Regions from separate parts of the Gossypium hirsutum genome. Here all the other regions are linked to region 1. Evidence: chromatin contacts called from public Hi-C data. All regions are on one chromosome and are shown on one strand. The core of a region is the stretch at or near the end of the contact, and the rest is flanking DNA. Distances in the headings are between cores, read along the strand shown.

Region 1 (3,585 bases), core at 779-3,278:
ATTAGAAATACAATACAAGCTCAATTTTATACCTAGGCAGCTAAAGGTAGAATCAAACTAGTACAAGCACAACAGAAAAAGTACAGAATAGAACCCATCTATGACATAGTTGCACATTTCGGGACTAGAGAGTAGAGACCCACATGTTACAATTTTGCACATGCTAAGACTCAAATTTAGATACTCAAAAGCCCAAAACTTCGTCTTAACCAACAATGCTTCTCGTTGACAAGGCTCAATCCAGTCATGTGGTGCCGATTCATTTTAAAAGAGTGTCAGTTTATTTGGTTTTTGATATAAAACTCAAACCAATCAACTGCACACTCCTACTTCTCCCAAATAAGGGGTGGCTTAATTAGAAGAAGAAAGGAGAGACAACAGCAACATAAATGTTCAAAACCAGTCTTACCCAATACAAGGCAACAACAAGATGGCTAAACAAGCAAATATTCACCAACACAGAGTCTTTATTTCCCTTACAAGTCTTACCCATTGAGTTACATGGACAATTTATTTTCATTCATAAACCAGTGTCCCAACTCAAATGTTCAAAAGTAGACTACAAAACAAGCAGAATCTTTTTGTAGCACAATTGAAAATAAATTCAAACAAACAGTAAAAAGGGTTTCAATGTCCACTTCCCATTTGTAGATCAAGCTCCAAACCATCTGCTAATGGCTTCTGATTCCTACATCAATGGAAACCTTATTAGAAATTACTCTCAAGATTGAAAATATGAAATTGTAAATTCACTTTTCATTCAGTGTCTCCATTGCTTCATGACTTGTCACAACTCCACCATTGTCACTGTTGCAGAGGTGACTAAATAAAACACAAAAAAGGATTTCATTTGGCAATTATTAGCTTGCATCACTTCTAACACTTTTGTGGAAGCAACATATTCTAATCCCTGCAGTGTCAATTGTCGATGGGTAAACAGTTTGCCTACAAATCCAGGTTAAAGTCTGATGCAAATTTTTACACCTTCACTTAAATAAGATGCAAATGGTAATCATTAGCAAGTCTAAGATGGTGATTTAACCATTAAAACACCAGCGCAAGTCCTTCAATTTAGAAACAACACTTGGTATTACTCAAGCTCTACTACTATCTTGGAACCACTGAATACTAAATTAGTTTTGAAGTATGATAAAAGTGTAAAATTTTCGATAAGAATAAACTTTTACCTCAAATGAATCAGAGCTTCAGACCTAAGCTAAATCAAGAAAACTTCATACCAACAAACTAAAGTCTAAACTCTAAAATCTAAATTCCTGAAACTTCAATGTGCTGATCGAACCAGTAAAACCCAAATCTTAGAGTAGATATACGATTCTCAAAATCCGGTGCCCACGAATAATTTAATAGAAGCATAAACAAAATCCCAGAATGAGTTGAAAAAAGAAACCTCAGTTTCGTTTGGAGGAAGACGCATAACTGTCTTGAAGAAGGTCATCATAAGGATCCCTGCGGCCGGGGACTTGGCTAATCTGAGGATCCCAACGGAGCTGAGCATTGTGGCGCTCAAATGTCCAAAACCCATAAGGCCGCAGTGGATAACTCCACATCTCCTTGGTTTTTGCGCATCGATCCTTCATAGAGTAAACGTGTTCTCTGAATTTTCTATCCCTCTCTTTTGGGTCCTCCATTAACCTCAACACCAGATTCTCTGCAAATTCCATAATGAACCCCATTTTCTTCCTGGAAAACACAAATAACCGAAACCCTAAGTTCAACAAACAAACACTATAAAAAAAAGAATTACTAGATAGCTAATCAAATAGAATAGGCACAAAACAAGGTGACAGAAAAAACCTGTTTGAAGATCTCAAGTGGCGATTAGCAGAGCCAAGGTCTTCAATTTGTCGAAAGCAAAGATCGGGAAAACCTCTGATGCAGAATGTTACGAGTAATCGAAGAGCCTAACTTGGGGTAAAGCTCTACAACTCCATCGCTGTCAGTAGGCCCGGCCTAGTTTCTGGTAGGCGTTCTTTGGGATCAAAAGCCCTTATAATGGTTGCATTAAATCTTCTAGACTCTAACTTAGGCTAAGGCCCAATAATTTTATAAAAGAAATTTTGAACTACATCTCGAATGGATGGGTTTGGATAAGATATTATTCAAGAGTATAAATTTAATTAAAAATTGTCACATTAGGTGAAAATTTTTATATTTTAAAAAATAAAAAAAATAGCCTATGAATCTTAGTTTGGTTGGTATAGGTATTATTATCAATGTAAGAGGATGTGAGTTTGAGTGCGCTGAAGCACATTATCCTCCTATTTATGGATTAGGGAAGGGTTATGGGTAGTTCTAGACATTGTGTTAGAAAAAGCAGATATGATTAGAACCTATAATAATGGGTATTAATGAGAAGTTATATGATAGTGATTGATCTTAAAGCGGTGGATTAGTTTTCTTATTGTTTAAATTATATTTTACAGATTGAGTTTGAATGCACTTAAATACGTTTTTTCTTTGATTTAACGATTAGAAAGGTTTATTAGTAAAAATAAAGATTGTATCAAAAATAGAAATTTCTAATATTTTCCAATTAAATTGATATTTTGTTAAGTTATAACACAAACTTAATAAGGTATGTATAATAAAAATGATTAGAAAGTATATTCTAGAATTAGATGGACAGCCATTTAGATTGTTTTAATTATTTTTTATGCATTAATGGGCTGAAAAGGTTGAGAGTAAGTGAAGATAGGGATGGCAAAAGCAATGTTCAATCGATCATCATCGCTTTATAGTTGGTATATTCTGTTTCACCATTCACCCATATCTTGAAATTCATAGATGTTGGATGCATTAATCATTACCTTCAATCTAATTTTTGCTACTTATCTTTAGTAATTTCAAATTTTTAAAGTCAAGTAAATATTTATAAACATAATTCTTCAAAAAATATTTAAACATAAAACATATAATTTGTTGTTACATTTTAATAGTTATATATAAGAGGATAAAATGATAATTTCATAAAGAATTAATTGCATAATTAATTTTATAGGAAAATCTGTGGATGTGAAATGTATTGAGTATGCTTAAACCGTGGCGCAGCAGCTGAAGCAAAAGATTTCCCAAAATTTAATGAACACAATACCCGGGGTCTTTTAATAAAACATATAAAGATGAGTATAAAAAAAATAAACCAGAGAATAGTTGAAATTAGAATCAGAAACAAGATGTTATTATTAATTATCGCATGAATGGAAGCTGCTTTTAACTTGAAATTCACGAAATTATAGAAAGATTTGTAAATTAGTTTGCCATCTTTTCGTGTTTGGTCATCGCAAATTTATGTTAATGAGAATATCCACAAATACAAGGCAAAGATAGCTTAAGCCCAGAAAATGGGGGGGGGGGGCGGGGGGATATTGGTGTGAGAAATGCATCAAAGGGTGCGTAGTCTATGAAATTTTGGTTGCTCAGATGTGACAATCTTAATTATTTAAGACAAAGAAAAGGGGGTTGTTAAGAAAATGGATTAGATGATGAAGAAGGAAGTCAAATATATGCAATGTTTTGTAGGTACACTACGCTTTCAATCCTTTTTCTGCTATATATACCATTGAT
Region 2 (4,075 bases), core at 824-3,323, 130 kb before region 1:
AAGTATATTTATATTAATAAGTATTAAAGAGCACTAGTTAAATATTAATAAATTATTATTGAAAAAGTAAAATACACAATATTTTTTGTCTGACTGAAAGGTGACGTGGCAGTTAAAAAATCAATATCATAATAAACTTAGCCCTCAACATTTACATATTATATCAATTTAGTCGTAATTTTAAAAAAAGTAAACTCTCAAATTTTATAAATGGTCTTAATTTAATCCTAATTCTAAAAATTTCAAAAAAATATATAAAAGCATAGAACTCTGATTTCATGTAATTGTACACATGAAAATTTGATTTGATTTAATTCTTAATAATCATTTTGATTTGATTTAATTCTTAATAATCATTAACATTATTATCGATGTAACACCATTTTATGTTTACACATTGCATACATAAATAATTATATTTCTCCAATATAAAATTTTTTAATTTATTTATTTCTTTAAATATGTATAAATAAATCAAAAAAAAAAGTTTTGATATAGAACCACAATTAAATTTTAGGTATCAAATTAGACGATGAATCAAAGTTCATGTATAATTTTGAGATTTATCATTTATTAAAATTGTAAAAAAGGATAAATTTTAAACATTTGAATTTGTACATCTATTTGTCCGGATCTATTTTAGACATAAAAAAATAAACATCTATTTTAAATTAAAAATTTAAAATAAATACTTAAAAGAATTAATTTTTTTAACATTTATTCAATGAAATTTGAGGGCTTAAATACTGAAAGATATGTCTAATTGATAAAACCCATTTCTCTCAATCTATCTTTTGCTCTTTCAATGCTGACCCTCTACAAAGCACCTAAATATGTGCTCCAAGAACCCTTCACTTTGAATATCAGACTTGATGCCTGGTCTTATAGGTGGAGCAACTATTGTTGAGGGACTTGATGGCTCTCAGTTGATTTCAAGCAAGAATCCTCACGTTCTGCTTTCTCTTAAATTCTACAATGTTGATTATTCTGAACTCCTCAACAAGGATAAAAAGTGGATTAAGATTATTCTTATCTCAATTCCACACCAACCATAGACAATTGGCAGCAATGAGCAGCTTGCGCTTCTAAAACCTACATCAATTTTCCTTGCCCCTAACTTGATATTGCAGTGTAAAAAAAAAAACCCTACAATTTTAACTTAAAAAAGGTAAATTAGACAGTTGATCCCTAAATATTCTCATGTGTTTTTATTTTGGACACTAAAAATAAAAATTGCAAAAATGGCACTACCATTACAAACCATTTTCATTTTGATCACTCATCATTAAATTGGGGTTAAACAATGGTATTGTACACTCATTTTAATCACTCAACTTTAGTTGGTTTTCATTTTAGTAATTTATTTTCTTTTTTAGAATCAATTTGGTTTTTTTTAAATGGGTTTTTATGGGAAATTGAGTTATTTAGCCGCAGAAATGAAACTCAAAATTTTTCCTATAACTCAATTCATTGTAAAAACTCAGGTTTTTCATGGTAAAAAAACTTAGGTTTTCCTCATTTTTACCAAAAAATTAAAATTAATTCAAAAAATAAAAAATAGAAGAAATTAAAAAGATAAAATGTTTTTTTGTAAAAACTTAAGCTTTTCCTATAAAACTCAGGTAATTTCTTGCAAAAACCCTAGATTTTTCGTTTTTATTGGAAAGAATTAAAATTAATTCTAGAAAAAAAAATTCAAAATGTAAATTGGTTTTTCCAAACAAGAACCTATGTTTTTCCTTGTAAGGATTCAAGTTTTTTTTCCTTGTAAAAATTAATTCTAAAAAAAGACATTAAAAAGATAAAATGACGGGCTAAAATAAAAATTTACTAAAGATAGATGACTAAATTGAGTGTACACTAAGATTGCCTAACCCTGAAAATAAGGGTGGGTAACTAAAATGAAAACGGTTTGTAATGTCATTGCTCTTTTTGCAATTTTTAAAAAAATTTTATGGCCAAAATAAAAGGTTCTGAAAGTTGAGTGACCCAAATGTGAAATTTACCCTAAAAAAGAGAGAGAAAGAAAGTAGGAGGGGAGACCCTTGGTATCCGCAACGTGGAAGTGAAGTCAACATACAAGAAAAGAGAACAAAGGAAAGGCAAAAGGAGCGCCAAATATCGAGGGCCATCACGGTCTTTTCGTCATAAGTTCATGTTACCTTCTCTACTTCACTTCTCCAATAGAAAAAGAAAAAACCCTAGCGGCTACACTCTTCCCTCACTTTCTAAACTAACAGAAGAAAACAATCACGGAAATGGAGTTTTCTCAAGCCGACTTCGATCGCCTTTTAGTCGCCGAACACACCCGTAAAACCTCTGAAGTCAACTACGCCAAGGACCCTCTTGATGCTGAGGTTCCTTCTTTATTTCTTTTCCGTTCAATTTTTTTTAATTCGTTTCTTTGTTTGCAGTTACTTCCTTCTGTTAATCGATTTTAATAGTAATGAGGTTTTAATTCTTTTATTTTTATTTTCTACTTTGGTTTGAGGTTTTTTTTAAAGAAATTGTTCTGAGTTTCCTATTATCGGTTAAAAATGGTTGCAGAATTTAACCAAATGGGGAGGGGCTTTACTCGAATTAGCTCAATTTCAGACTGTTTCAGATGCAAAGCAGATGATAAATGGTACTCTACCATGTTCTTGAGTTTATTCCTACTATTAGTTTTTGCTAATGCAATGAATATTGATCATTTAGATGCAATTTCGAAATTGGATGAGGCGTTGATGATAAATCCATCCAAGCACGAAACTTTGTGGTGCATGGGAAACGCTCTTTCCACTACTGCATTTATGACTACCGATTCTGACGAGGCAAAAGTTTCTTTTGATAAGGCAGCTCAGTTTTTCCAAAGAGCTGTTGATGCGGTAACTTTTTTTTTTGCTCTTATGCCTGTTTTGAATATCCCAAAATGAGGGTTTTGGAAGCTAATTTGGGATTTTTTAAAAAATATTTTTTTGGGTTGTAGGATCCAGGCAATGAGCTTTATCAAAAGTCTTTGGAAGTTGCAGCTAAGGTAAACATGCTTTTCTTATAAGTTTCATAACACGGGAACAAAGATGTATGCTTTTTTATGTAAATATAACCTCACAAACTTTCCTATGTAATTTAATTGATGTTTTAATATTTTAGCTGAATTGTTTGATGTGGTAATTATTTGAAATGAACTTGGTGTGGTAATCTGGACTTAGTTTCTGAATGACAGAAGCAGGATACCTTGTTAATGATAAGGTTGTGGCTAGTGCTTAATTAAATATTAAGATATTTTGTTACTATGGCTGGTTAATGGGATTGGTGTTTTCCTTTTGTTTTACCTACTTTAAGCTGGTTTGAATTTCTTTTTTCTTTTTTATTTTGTGTGTTAAGTGGATGTGTTTATTTCTTGGGAAGGAGACGAAAGAGTATCTAGGGCAGTGTGGGTGAGCAGTGGATGTTTTGCTGATGATACTTTGTGCTCTGATCTGCCTTAATTTTTAAATAAGCTTGGACTTTGTTCGTCTTCTTAGGCTCCAGAGCTACATATGGACTTCCAAAAGGCTGCAGCTAGCCAACAGGGTATGGGTGGGGCATCTTCTGCTTCTTCAACTTCAACTGTGAGTGTTTTTTTAATTATGTACATTGACTTGCAAATCTTCCCTGCTTGTTTCCATACTTCTTTTTGCCTTGGAAGTGCTTGCTTATATTATCTTTTATTATCATATGATCTGAGTTAGCAGTTACTATTTGTTTGCATAAGTTCATTGCGTATTAATAGATGTGAATAGTGAATAATTCCTATAATTTTATGTAAGCCTTATCTCATGATCTGAGTTAGCGAGCCAACAGACCATGGACTGAAATACATGTTTCCACATCAGTGTGAGGTTGCATCACATTCACATATAATTGTGCATATTCTGCTTTTCTGTCTGATCCTTGAGGCATGTTGCCTTCTCAGTAACGGTTAAATTGCATATTCCTCGGGTTTAGGTATTTTTTTATGTTGCAGTGGAAAGTTGAAGACTTGGCAGCTTGGCCTTGCATACAGTTGTTCCAGGGACTGGCAATAATTTCTTATGGAAAAGAACTTCCTTTT
Region 3 (4,010 bases), core at 1,232-3,731, 160 kb after region 1:
AAGTTGGCTCGCGAGTTTTGCAACAAGAGGTATTACTTAAGTGATCACATGAAGAACAATAAGAAATATGCTGAAACAAAGGAAAATTGAACAGAAATGTCCATAAACAAAGTTATCTCCAAGAAACATCAAGAGATATATATGACAACTTTTATTACATTTTCAAATGCTCAACACGATGGATGGAAGGAATGACTTTGCTTACAAAACATATTCCAAAGACCACTATGTTACTTTACCAAAATTATCTCATTTACTCAACTAGGACAAGAATTTAAACAGTACGAGGAGAAAAAATAAAGTGAAATGACTTGCCTCACCACTTTAGCAGTGGCAACCCTAAACCATGTCCACCTGTCTTTTAATTATATTAAACGTATATCTCATCATTACAACTCCGGCAATATCGCCGTCCATATTTTCTTTTATCAGGTAGTAGTACAAAGTAAAATTAATATTGAAATATTAATTTTATTAATAACTAAATATAAGATTTGTTTTAATTTTTTTTAAAAGGCGCATTTTAGCAAAACCCGGCACTGTCATCGCTGCTACTGTTAGAAGCTGGTGGAATCTCGAAATGCCAAAGTCTCCCCTCGCTCTTCACCAAGTACTTCCGGCACAAAAATTCCTCGGCAAAAACTTTCTCCACTCGCCGATTAACATCGTGCAAGAACACGTGCGTCACACCCGATCCTTTCCTGTTCCTCGCCATCACAGCCGCCGAGAATATCGCCGCCATCCTCCCTGGTGCCTCCGGGAAGTATCCACGAGGCGCATCGATCATTATCAAATCCCACTCGGTATCGTAAAACTCATCGGGAAACCCCGTTAACGCAAGCCTGCACTTTTCGTTTCCGCGTAAGTAAGCTTTCGACGGGTAACAGCTCGGTTCCGATCGATAATGGATGAGTAGATCGTCAGCTTCCTTGAGCTCCGTACGGTACTTTACCGCGTGAGCTTGGAGGATCGGGGCGTCTTTGAGCACAGACTGAACCCATTTGGGATCCTCTTCCAGGAAAATAGTGTTGCCATTGGGATTGAGGGAGGTCCACATGAGGGAGTCGTAGCCGAGCCCAAAGACGAGGAAATTACAAGGAGAGCGTTTCTTGAGTACGTCAAAGGTTACGGAGATCTCCTTGAAGTTCTGCTGCGGGACTATTGATGAAGTGGCGTAGTGGATGATAGCTTGGAGTTGGACCGGCGAGGAGGAGTATTCCTCTACGGCTATGGATCTGGTTTTGGCGAGCGAACATAGTATGGAGTAATCGGCGGTTTTTATGAAGCTCGAGATAAGTATCGTCCCGGCAATAAAGCCAGCTATGGTAATAGGCATAAACCATCTTTTATCGGCGAGGAAATGCCGATTCTTTGTAGTCTCTTCTCTTTTCATTTCTTGAGTTTTTTTTTTAACTAAAACAACCAAAAAAAGAAAAAGTGGCTTAAGGTCCGGCTGATTGGCTTACTATGGTCATATAGGAGAGGAACAAAGAGACATAAAAGGGCTAACGCGTTTCGCTTTGAAAAAATAAGGTTTGAAAATTAGGATTTTCTTAAAAAAAAGTTAAATATAAAATTAGTATCCAAATTTGTCTATATTTCTTAAATTGGTACTTATAATTTTTTTTTGTTCCTAAATTTTTTTAGGTCAATTATATTAATACTAGAATCTAATATTATTACTTTTTTTGTTGACGTAGCAACATTGACCACTCGTACGGTCCCATGTGTCATTCTCTTTGTACATCTTTTTTCTTTTTCTTTTTTTTTTTTATTTTTCCTTATTTTTTTTCATTTTTTTCTTACCTTGGCTATCACACTGTCTTCTTCATCTCTTGTTCCTCTTTTCTTCATCACGATTCCATTCCTTTTTTTTTCCGTTTCTCCTCCTTTCTATCTTCTCTTCTTCCTCTCCTTATTCCTCTTCTTCTAACCCTAGTTGCTGTCACCATGAGTCGCCACCATCAATGGCCTTTCCGACAAATTCGACCATCAAAACACTTCTCTTTTCCTCGTCTTCTCAAATTTTGCCTTGTATTTTCAAGAAAATCTCTTTAAAGCCAAAAAAAAATCAATGCTTGATCCTTGAGTTTTCTAAACTATACTCTTCGCTTGTTGATGAAAGGCAAAGGAGGCTTCTAATGAGGTTGAGAGCAAGTTGAGGAGTTAAATGAAGCAATAGCAGCGTCGTTGCCAATGCAACAACAAAGAATTGGTTTTCTTGGAGCCTAGTAGAAGTTTTTCAGGTCACAGGTTAACAAATTAAATAGAGGAATTGTCCTTATTGTTCATTAGATCCATAGGATTTTTAGGGTCTTCTAAATTATTGTAGTTTTTTTTGAGTTATTGCTCTCTTTCTAGGTTGTAAATTTCTTATTTTCAAATAATTTTAAATTCTTTTAACTTTTTAGGTTCTTGCTCTTATTTTGGGTTTTTGTTATCATATTAAGTTGTTATTTTTTTCTAATTGAAATGGTTTTGGGTTGAAAATGTTAGGTTATTTGTTTGTTGCTGAGATTGAATTTGAGAATATATTGGGTTCTTTTTTTTGTTTTTGTTTTTTTAAGATTTTGAGTTCTTTGTTTGTTATTTGTTCTTTGATTGTGTTGGATTCTTTATTGTTTGTTATTTGTGTAACATCCCGAGATCGGGTCTAGAAGTTTTAGCCTTGCAAGTGAGAGTTCGTTAGTGCTTCGGCGAACTAGGGAGTTTGCTAAAAAAGTATCGATAAGGAGTTCGCTAGTGTTTCAGTGTTGCAATAAATGCCAAAAAGTTGCGGTAAGGGGGTTTGCCAGATTCATTGAAAGCCAGGTTCGCCAGTCTGTTTGGTGAGCTGGAGTTCGCCAGTCTATTTGGCAAGTTGGAGTTTCTCCAGTTTGTTTAGCAAGCTAGGTGTTAGCTAGGTAAGTTGCGAACTAGGGGTTTGCTAGTCAAAGCTAAAGTCAGACTCAAATTAGGAAACAAATATATTGTGTATCTAGTAATACTCATGAGAATTCTCTTATTGATATTTTGTTGTCAAGTATCTATTTTGAATCAAGTTCGTAGCAACCAAGGTAAGCCTCTATTCTGTTTAGGTTGATTGTTCAGAAAGCTGGGTTCGCTTGCATGTGTGAATTCTATAAGCTTTGTCTGTTTAAGTAATTCGTGTGTTTATGTATTTTGTGAACCAATCCGACCATCTACTAGTAAGGACAAGGGAAAAGCCAAACTTGTTTAGTTTTTCAGTCAAATCAGTGAGTGCTTAAGAATTGCCATGGGTGTGCAAACTTTTATGTTTTTTTTTCTAAAACTTAAGGCTTTCAAACTAAGCTCCAAGAACAAAGTTTTTTTGAAAACTCTATTTTAAGTTCTGAAACTCTATTTTGAAGATAAGTTTTCAAGTCATGTTTTTAAATTTATGTTTTAAAGATTAGTTTTACGTGTGCTCCTATGTGAGCCTATGTTTCAAGATATTCTTTTAAGATACGATTTTATAAATTGTGTTTTTACGCACTTAGGTGCGAGCTCTCTGAACAAGTGTTTTTCAAGCAAGCTCCCTATGCTAGCTCTATGTGATAAGTTTATGTGCATTCTTATTTGCGAGCCCTTATGTTGGATATATTGGAATACCAAAGGATTGTCAGTACTAGCTTTTAAGTTTTGTGACTTTTGGAGTTGAGGCCCTGGCACATTTGGAGAGATAAGGGAATGTCGAGCTGTGCTCCATTCAACAGGACATGTTGGTGTATAGGAGAGTGCATTGCTTCGCGCTACACTTATGAGACATGTTAAGGACTCTTTGAGTTATTCTGAGGCATTATAAAGAGATTCGCATATCCAATAGATTCTAATAAGTGTGGACAAGAACATGTTTTATGTTTCTCAGCCATTCTGATAAGACAAGTGTGTAAGCATGTTTCACGCTATTTGAATATCTTTTTTCAAACAAGTACAAGTTAAGTTTTTAAGTATGATTTTCAGTAGGTATACGCGAAACTGTTTTCAAACTTATATGTTTTTTGACAAGC

The links. Hi-C and Micro-C count contacts between places; a contact is called where the count stands out from the background.
Region 2: a Hi-C map of leaf shows a contact between it and region 1, with 2.9 times the contacts expected there. The contact joins the promoter of LOC121214727 here to the promoter of LOC107909843 in region 1. A contact is called at or near these places in 8 of 34 Hi-C or Micro-C datasets (callus, hypocotyl, leaf and 1 more).
Region 3: a contact with region 1 is called in a Hi-C map of leaf, with 5 times the contacts expected there. The contact joins the promoter of LOC107909846 here to the promoter of LOC107909843 in region 1. A contact is called at or near these places in 7 of 34 Hi-C or Micro-C datasets (callus, hypocotyl and leaf).

Annotation. Positions count from the first base shown.
Region 1 is chrD02:57,002,469-57,006,053 of Gossypium_hirsutum_v2.1, reverse strand. It overlaps LOC107909843, which reads right to left and starts at 2,028. Exons shown (of 3, transcript XM_016837525.2): 1 at 1,816-2,028; 2 at 1,409-1,701; 3 at 450-681. The coding sequence starts at 1,694. The coding sequence ends at 1,410.
Region 2 is chrD02:57,130,822-57,134,896 of Gossypium_hirsutum_v2.1, reverse strand. LOC121214727 (mitochondrial import receptor subunit TOM20) reads left to right here and starts at 2,073. Exons shown (of 6, transcript XM_041088848.1): 1 at 2,073-2,357; 2 at 2,548-2,626; 3 at 2,698-2,867; 4 at 2,969-3,016; 5 at 3,507-3,593. The coding sequence starts at 2,259. It also overlaps the pseudogene LOC121214567.
Region 3 is chrD02:56,845,914-56,849,923 of Gossypium_hirsutum_v2.1, reverse strand. It overlaps LOC107909846 (probable methyltransferase At1g27930), which reads right to left and starts at 2,481. Exons shown (of 1, transcript XM_016837529.2): 1 at 100-2,481. The coding sequence starts at 1,393. The coding sequence ends at 524.